3 separate regions of the Mus musculus genome follow, and all the other regions are linked to region 3. The links are chromatin contacts, called in public HiChIP or PLAC-seq maps. All regions are on one chromosome and are shown on one strand. Each heading gives the region's core, a stretch centred on a gene start, on an enhancer-like site or on the middle of the called end of the contact. The rest is flanking DNA. Distances are from core to core; before and after follow the strand shown. Region 1 holds the start of Dusp22 (dual specificity phosphatase 22). Region 2 holds the start of 4930519D14Rik (RIKEN cDNA 4930519D14 gene). Region 3 overlaps Exoc2 (exocyst complex component 2).

Region 1 (2,984 bases), core at 321-2,820, 210 kb after region 3:
GGAGGTCTGTAACAGACTTCTTGGTCCTTTCTGCTGGCTTTCCTCCCTCTGTTCCCAAAAGCACTACACCTAACATATATTCAGTACAGACTGTAAGTATTGAACCACTGAACATCTACATTTCTCTGTCCGTATAGTTTTCCATCTCTACACTAGAAACTGTGTCTGTACAAGCTGGTTATGATAATAAAATAGTCAAGGAATCTACTATAAGAAGTAAATAGCACAATGTGGATATGAATACTGCCACCTTCGCTGAGAAGTATGAAAAGAATATCCCTTAGGCAATCAATCACTTGTATACCTAAACCCATTCTTTCAATTAGAATATAAAATACTAGAAACCAAATGCAGAAAGGGACAGTAAACAGTGGCGCCAACTAGAAATGTCAAGGGAAAGCAAGCAGAGTCTGTCAGCCCCAGGCGGACATCTTCAACCGGTCTAATTTTAAAAGCAGAAAGCTCAGAGCGATGACTGATCCCTGTGCTAATGGGAACATAATACAAGCATATATTCATGAGAGGGAGTTTGTTTCAAATTTGATCACTGGCGAAAATAATAATAATAATAATAATAATATAATAATAATAATAAAATAATAAAATCCTAGTCACCAACACACAAAAGTCACAACGCACAAAAACATGGAGACTGTGCAAGGAGCATGCAGGCTTCCATCAAAGACATGTTCGTTCCCTCCTCGGTCTTGGATCTCTGCCTCAATAATCATTCCCATGGAAGTAACTAAACCACTGCAGAGCCCCTCGCCACAAAGCAGAGACAAATGTGAAAGGGTGAAGAAAGAAGGGGAGAAAGCGAGCCACACCGTTAGAACCTATAAACATGATGGATAAAGTAAGTGGAGACAAGATGGGGGGTAACACCAGAAGCTAACCAAACCCAGGACCATTTAAAATACTTGTAGAAGTACTTGTCTTAGTCCTGGGCATCCAGAGCCTTAGTAAGATTTCTCTTTGAACCAGCAAGTTCCTTAACCTTGAGACTGACACAAATAGAACCCGGAGGACTGTCACCGCCAGATCATCCTCAATCTAGGGGGTAGGGGTGAGAAAACCGGCCCAGAAGGTTTGGGCCACCACAGGGGCAAAGAAAGAGTTTCTAGAAGGCCTTGCGGCCACAACAGCCAGCCAACAGGTTGCCCTAAGGAAGCCCCACAACCCAGGGTCAACCAGCTCCAGACACCGAAAGCCATGTCAGTTCTAGGGTTTCCGTGAACTTCCCCCACCAGAGTGGCTTATCTGTGCACGCGCACACAAATCTGGGGAAAAGAGGAAATTACAGAAGCCGCCCATCTGGCCCGGTTCACCAATGCTGTGGGTGGCAGACGTCAAGGGGCCCGGTCTCAGGGGAGGGAGACAGACCAGCTCCAGCATGGGTCCCCCGCTCTCAAAGGGGCACGCTGTGCGGGTCAGGGCTGCGGAGGCTGCAGAAAAGAGGGTGCGGCCGGGACCGGACGTTACCTGGCTCATCCCACTCCCCATGGCCGCGCCGGGCTCGCCGCTCCGCGCTCGCGGGAGGAGACCGGGCGCGCAGCCGGGCGGGCAGGCGGGCGGGGCAGCGGGAGGCGGCGCCAGGGCGGCGCTCGCTGCGCGCTCCACCCGGGACGCGGCATTACTGTCCGGCCGTGCGGACGTCGGGGACAGCGGCCCTCGCCCCCGCGGCCGGACGCCCAGCGCGCACGCGCTCGTGCTCGCGCATGAGCCCCAGCCTACAACCCTGCAGTTTGCGCACGCGCGCCGGGTGGGGGGTGGGGTGGACGGAGGCAGGCGCAGCGGTAGGGGGGTCCCCAAGTCCCTAAAGGCGGTTTCCCCTGGGGCTCCCTGGTGCCAGTTACGGGCAGTGTCTCAGGCCTTGACTCCCCTGTTAGAGGGGCTCCCCTGTCTGGGTTTTCTGAGCCAACAAGGCGGGGGATTCCTGTGGGCCCTGCCCCACCCAACTCAGACCGAGAAGGAGCATGCTCTGGGAAAGGTGGGCTAGGTGACTCACCTCTGCAGAGACGTGACCCTGGTCGAGGAGAGGAACCCAACTGTCTCTAAATGGTCTTTTTCAGGGCAGTGTGTTGCAATGACTACCCCCAGAAAGCCCCCACGTACCTGCACTGCGGTTTTGTCTAGCGTGTGCATGCATTCTAGCATGTGGGCCATCTATCATCCTTGGTAATTTTTTTTTCCCCGAGACATCTGTGTAGCCCTGGCCCTGGCTGTCCTGGAACTCACTTTGTAGACCAGGCTGGCCTCGAACTCAGAAATCCACCTGCCTCTGCCTCCCGAGTGCTGGGATTAAAGGTGTGCACCTGGGATTAAAGGTGTGCACCACCGTGCCTGGCTTATCCTTGGTAAAATTTTAATTTCCTTTATAGGCACTAAGACCTGGGGGTTTGAACATCCCTTTCACTTGGGTAACCCAAGACCCTCAGAAAACACAGATACTTAACATTACTATTTAAAACAGTAGCAAAATTACAGTTATGAAAATAATTACAGTTATGAAAATAATTTTATGGTTGGGGGTCACCAAGTTATGAGTAGCCATATTAAAGAGTCACAGCATTAGGAAGATTGAGAACCACTGAACTAAAGGTTTCTCATTTCCATTTTGTATTCTTGACAACGCCCTACACCCAGTAGATGCCAGTACTTGTTGAATGAAGATAATGCCATGTTTCAAGCCCAATTCTGCTGGCCTTAGATCACCCTCCCCCTTCCTGGAATCAGCCCCAGGGGCTGCTCTGTTTTTTCTTAGACATCCTAGGCTTGATCTTACACAGGGTCCTGTGTTACTGACATCTCAACGCCCAATTCTTTGCATAGCTTTTTTGAGGTCTTAGTACAAAGGTCATCTCCCCATAGATTCTTCTCTCAACTAAAGCATCCAGTTTATAAGATATACTCCAGGTACCTATGACATTACTGTGTCATATTTTTTTCATACACTTAGGATCAGAAATTATACTTAATTGCTT
Region 2 (2,729 bases), core at 183-2,682, 250 kb after region 3:
AAAGTACCCAAGGAGCTGAAGGAATCTGCAATCCTATAGGTGGAAAAACAATATGAACTAACCAATACCCCCCGGAGCTCATGTCTCTAGCTGCATATGAATCAGAAGATGGCCTAGTTGGCCATCAGTGGAAAGAGAGGCCCATTGGTTGTGCAAACTTTATATGCCTCAGTACAGGGGAACGCCAGGGCCAAGAAGTAGGAGTGGGTAGGTAGGGGAGTGGGTGGGGAAGCATGTGGGGGACTTTTGGGATAGCATTGGAAATGTAAATGAAATAAATACCCAATAAAAAGTGAAAAAAATAAATCTAAAAAAATAATAAAATAAAAATAAAAAAACATAATCACAGGTCCTATAAAAATAAATGAAATAATTCTTAATTTTAAAATATGTGAATAAATGCCGTGACTAGACACTTTAAAAAAAAAAGGAAAAATGGCTATTATAATCAATTCAGTAAAAATTCCAAGAGTTATACATATGTAGGGAAGGAATTAGGAATTATAAGGTAATCTTACAAAATTGTTAGAACTGTTCTTTCACGAAGTAATGTTGGATACAAGTTGGTAAACCATCGAATCACCCATCACAAGGACAGTGTGCAGTGTGCCATCTGAAGTCCTCCTGTTAGAAACAAGGATGGAATATGGATGGGAACATCAATACTCGGCAGCATGTTTGCAGTGGTAACCACGGTAGGTGTTTATCAAGCTCTGTGGACAAAAGAAAGAGTATTTGTATTTTGTTCTATGATAAACCTCCAGTTCAGGGCTGTATTGTACGACAAAAGTTGTCCCAAGGAGATGCAACACACAAGTCTGCTCACCCCAGAGAGGAAACTCATGACAAACCAAAAACAAATACCAACCAAGTCCAACTTGGTGAACCAGTGAGTTTTGTTGGGGGTTATTCACAGAAATAAGGTTGAAGGAGTTAATTACAGGAGCAGAAAAAAAAACACAAATACAAACTGCATCACCAAATCCCACAGTAGCATAGATAACCCTGGGAACCTGGATCACACAGCACACCCTGTCTGCAGGGAGCTCAGTAAGTTGGGTTGTAGCTCTGGACTTGAATCTCTTCCAGACAACTGGTCTGGTCTCAGAGTCTTCTCTGCAGCTTGTCCTGTCTGAGAGTTACTCTCAGCTTTTTATTATGCTGACACAGACTAGTGAATCTGGTCAGTTTCAGGGCTGAAGCTATTTTTGAGTTGCTTACCTCCCTGTTTAAAAAGGCTCCCTGAATGATGGAATGTTTCAATATCAGAAGAAACTGTTACCCAAGAGGGTGAAACTTTGAAGCTAGAAGCTTAAAAGTAATGCAAAGGCCACATAAGCCGATAACCCTCTAGAAGCTTCTAGAAGCACCGAAGTGCCACAGAGGCATACGATTTCCTACCTTTAACAGTTATGCCTGAAGCCTGGGTGACCTGTAGTCCAACGATAATGGGAATGGGGATGAGTTAACTCAGGGTCAAAGGAAATTACCAAAAAAGAAAAACATAGAAGTGGTATATCTGGGAAGGCAGGCCTCCGTTGCCTTGGACTCTGTGAGAGTGGTTGCCATGGCACCAGCAGTCAACAGGCTTCTTGTGACCCCTCAGAGCCAGTAGGTCTCAAATGAACTTGGCTCTTGGATATGAGCACATGCTTGAAATGAGGGGAGGGTGAGAAGGCAGACCTGAGAGGGCGTGTCTATGCCATAGGGAGAAAAAAACACTCAAAGAGAAGCCTGCTCCAGACTCAGAAAAGCCAGACCATTGCACTTTCTGTCCACATGGCTTCCAAGGCAGAAACCAAGCTTCCATATGCCTATGACAGTTCTTTCCAGAAAATCCTTCAGTTTCCTCAGAAACCCAGATTCCCAGGACCTGGTATAGATGCACCAACAGGGCAAAGATCTGGCTTGGTGAGGTTGTGCTTGTGGTTATCCTTTCAATGCCTTGGTTGTCCACCTGGCTTAATAGACTCTGATCATCTCTTATCATATGAAATGTATAAATAATTTGACCTCTCGCTCTCTGTTCTCCCCAGTGAGAAGTTTCTTTTTGTAAAGTGACTAACCATACTTCTTCACACTTGTCTCTGTGTGGGTGGGCACCCTGTCCTGGTCCTGGTCAGTTTAAACAAGGTAAGTTTCTTTTCTGCCCTTTGATGTCAGGAAGGAAAAAAAAAAACTGAGAAACCAAGAGACAGAGAGAGAGACAGAGAAAGAACATGCCTGAGAGAGACAGAAAGAGAAAGAGGCATAAATGGAAACAACTACTGAGGGGAGGGGGTGAGAGTGAGAGAGACACTGAGAGAGAAGAGAGAGAGCACTCGGAGGGAAAGCAACTCGTTCTAGGAAAGTGTCCAAACTCTTCTTCCTTCCTTTTAACTTTTGTTTATGAAAGGGAAGATCTTGGTGCTCACTCATCCCAGGTTTCTAAGGTGAGAACTGTTGCTTTTGGGCCTATCTGGGTTCACTGTGGACATGGGTAGGCCACACAGAAAGGAAGGGGGAGGCACTTTTGAAGAAAGATATGAGTCCCTGGCTAAGGAATGGAAGACAACTTACTGACAGTGGGAAACTCGGAAGAATGTGTTCCCAAGTGTCCGTGTGTCAGAAAAACGCAGCTCCAGCTCCCAAGCTGATCCGAGAATGCTCTCCACATTTCTGCTTCTATCCAGGCACCATCCATGGTATAGGATCCAGTGTCACAGAAACAGAAGGGGCGAGGGAAAGGG
Region 3 (2,700 bases), core at 183-2,682:
GTTTTCACTTTCACTCCTCACAACAGCTTACCTGTCCATCACTTCCCAAGTTATGTTCCTTTGTTTCCAAAATCTGTGCCTGTGTTCTTCCCTAGTGGAGGGATCTCATCAGATCTGACTTGTGTTCTGAGAGGACCCAGATCCTCTCAGGGTTGTATTATTCAGAAGGAAATGGATAACATTGAAAAAGATCTAGATTTTGAGTCAGAAGACTTTATTCACAGTCTCAAGGGTTCATTGCTGGTGCTGACTAGGAGTACAGAGAAGTACTACATAAGACTCATTCCTTCATATACAGAGACTATTATGGTCAAATGTACATCTCTATACCAGGTACAAACAAACTTCAGATTAACCATCTAAGTTTAAGAATTAGATTCTTGTTATTCTGTTTTCTTCCCACTTTCATGTAATGTTCAATATAACATACACAAACAAAATGTACTTGCTGAGAGTTAGTCTTTAGATTACTGAAGTAGTTCTCACTTTGAAGAGGGTCCAGAAGTCTTGTAATGGAGAAACCAAGTCAGCACAGTGGGGGAACAGGGCAGGATAGACTTGCACACTCAATCAACTAGAATGGAAGTCTTAATCCTAAATGAAAGACTGGTAAAGGACAGGCTTGAAGCCACTTGAGACATTGAGGGGGTTCTGTGTGTTTGGAGTAGCTGCTGCAAAGTCATTTACTTCCTGCACTATGAGAAGAATGTGTTAGGATAAAACAGAAGGTAGCAGAAGGGAAGATGGCCTCACATGCCCAGCTAGCTTAGTTTCTCTGCCATTCTGCCATATATTCACTTTAGAAAAATAATGTCATTTACAGTATGACTTCCTCTGGCCTTTTTTATATTCCATTTCCTATCTAAAAGTTATTTCAGGGCCCCTAGCAGCAGCCTTCTGTTTTTCTGGGCTATTTAATGGTGTTGTAGGCTTTATATATGCCTGTTGATGACCAAAAAGCCAGGCGTACATATGTACATATATATATAATTGGTTTTTTGAGACAAGGTTTCTCTGTATAGCCCTGGCTGTCCTGGAATTCACTTTGTAGACCAGGCTGGCCTCGAACTCAGAAATCCACCTGCCTCTGCCTCCCAAGTGCTGGGATTAAAGGCATGCACCACCACGCCTGGCTTTTTGTGCTGAAAATAATGACAGGCACTTGTAATGAAGAAGTGGGGAGATATATAATTACCAGAAGATGGATTTGCTTGCTTATTGACTTTAGAGACTTTAGTTCATCCTTTAGTCCCCACACCTCAAAGAGCAAGAACCTCTGTTTTTCTGCATTTTCTCCCCTGGAGTACTTAACTGTAAGTTACTCTGATTCTGCACAGAAAGAGTAACCAAGTGTGGGTGAGAACTGTTCCTGGAAAGTGGTTTTGCCTTAGTTTTAGTCAAGGATCTCCACTGAGGGCCCTGGATGAGTCACCATTCCAGAGAATGCCTCCCACTTATAGGAGCTCAGGCCCAGGCTGCCCTGAAGTGAACCACAGCAGCAGCAGAGCAGGGGCCATTCCTAGAATTTTATTTACAGATAGAGTTCTTCTGAACTGTAAAAATCCACTGTATTCATTAGACTACAATTATAGTCTAACAATTTTGTAAGGAATTGTTTAGGTGGACAGAGCCTTGAAGACTGTAACAGCAGGAGGCATTCTTCCCCTCTCCCTGTCTTTTGGGGAGGCTGGCATGGACATGGGATGGGACTGGGCCCCAGGACACTGGGCCAAGGAAGGAACAAGGAGCCCTTCAGATAGATAGTATGGCATTAAAATGTTCTCTCAAGTTGTGGATGATTCATAAACCATTTTCTAATAGTTCCTACACTTTATGTAGTTATTCATAATATCAACTTGTTTGGCCTTTGTGTACATAAAATGTTAAATGGAACATTTGACTCTTCCTTTGGAGGATATTGGAAGTAGGACACAGAGCCTTGAGCATTCCAGAAAAGGTTTCACTGTTGAGTTTCTACCCCAAATCCCTGTTTAAATCCTCAGTGTTATGCTTCTCTGTGTGTTAATTTTAGGACACAGCCAAGAAAACCAAGGCATAGGATATTGATGTTAAAGGGCAGAAGCCTATCACTGTACTTAATACAAGATCAGGATTATCTCTTAAATTCACCAGTACTGTCTAAGTTTGTTATGGTCTGTTTGAATTACAGGAGCAGAGGCTTTTGATAGTCCTGAGTAATTGCTGCTATTTAGAACGTCACACCTTCCTAAACATAGCAGAACATTTTGAAAAACACAACTTCCAGGGAATAGAGAAAATAACACAGGTAAGTGCTTTGTAGTTAGTAGGCAAGTCCAGCGCTTTGCCACATTATCGTCTCAGCACCTCTTGCCTCCCTGTACCCCAGTTCCCCAGGCCCCATGCTCACTCTTCACCCTACCCATCTGAGAATGATTTCCTTCCTCACTTTAAATTGTTAATGTAACACTGCTTTACTCAGGAGCAAAACTGTCTGATGGTTGAACTGGTTAACTTAACCCTGTTCTAAAAGTCTGTTCAAAGGTCAGGCAAGACAATCAGGAGAAAAAAGTCAAACCTAAATCTAAGAATCTTCCCCATTGACTCCTGACGGAAGAAACCTTGAGGCACTGCTGAGAGCAACCCTGATCCTAACTGCAAGGGATCACTTCCTGCTGATCCAACCTCTGCCTCCTGTCTTCTCTTCCCGACTGCAGCCCT

What was found. HiChIP or PLAC-seq counts read pairs in DNA pulled down with a chosen protein or histone mark.
Region 1: a contact with region 3 is called in a BATF HiChIP or PLAC-seq map of CD8 T cells, with 7 read pairs. The contact joins the promoter of Dusp22 here to the enhancer-like site in region 3. A contact is called at or near these places in 1 of 39 promoter capture datasets (macrophages), 1 of 15 datasets of contacts at CTCF or cohesin (the NIH/3T3 cell line), 2 of 484 Hi-C or Micro-C datasets (the AML12 cell line and cerebral cortex), 3 of 115 datasets of contacts at active chromatin or transcription factors (CD8 T cells and bone marrow-derived macrophages) and 3 of 9 other capture datasets (adipose tissue, liver and macrophages).
Region 2: a CTCF HiChIP or PLAC-seq map of CD8 T cells shows a contact between it and region 3, with 9 read pairs. The contact joins the promoter of 4930519D14Rik here to the enhancer-like site in region 3. A contact is called at or near these places in 1 of 39 promoter capture datasets (the 3T3-L1 cell line), 1 of 15 datasets of contacts at CTCF or cohesin (CD8 T cells), 2 of 484 Hi-C or Micro-C datasets (bone marrow-derived macrophages and cardiomyocytes) and 3 of 115 datasets of contacts at active chromatin or transcription factors (CD8 T cells, bone marrow-derived macrophages and large pre-B cells).

Annotation. Positions count from the first base shown.
Region 1 is chr13:30,658,645-30,661,628 of GRCm38.p6, reverse strand. Dusp22 (dual specificity phosphatase 22) reads right to left here and starts at 1,570. Exons shown (of 7, transcript NM_001037955.4): 1 at 1,483-1,570. The coding sequence starts at 1,503. Gm35158 (a long non-coding RNA gene) reads left to right here and starts at 1,586. Exons shown (of 3, transcript XR_382157.3): 1 at 1,586-2,178.
Region 2 is chr13:30,613,746-30,616,474 of GRCm38.p6, reverse strand. It overlaps 4930519D14Rik (RIKEN cDNA 4930519D14 gene), which reads right to left and starts at 1,432. Exons shown (of 4, transcript NR_045975.1): 1 at 1,402-1,432; 2 at 519-713. Gm35109 (a long non-coding RNA gene) reads left to right here and starts at 1,600. Exons shown (of 4, transcript XR_001780836.2): 1 at 1,600-1,911; 2 at 2,037-2,133.
Region 3 is chr13:30,864,418-30,867,117 of GRCm38.p6, reverse strand. It overlaps Exoc2 (exocyst complex component 2), which reads left to right. Exons shown (of 28, transcript NM_025588.2): 22 at 2,171-2,287. Among named protein-coding and RNA genes, the nearest start is that of Hus1b, 82 kb to the left of the region's middle. Within about 2 kb of position 1,432, at least 23 of the 459 cell types and tissues checked have an H3K27ac peak or open chromatin away from gene starts, as enhancers often do. A contact at or near this core is called in CD8 T cells, where this site is marked.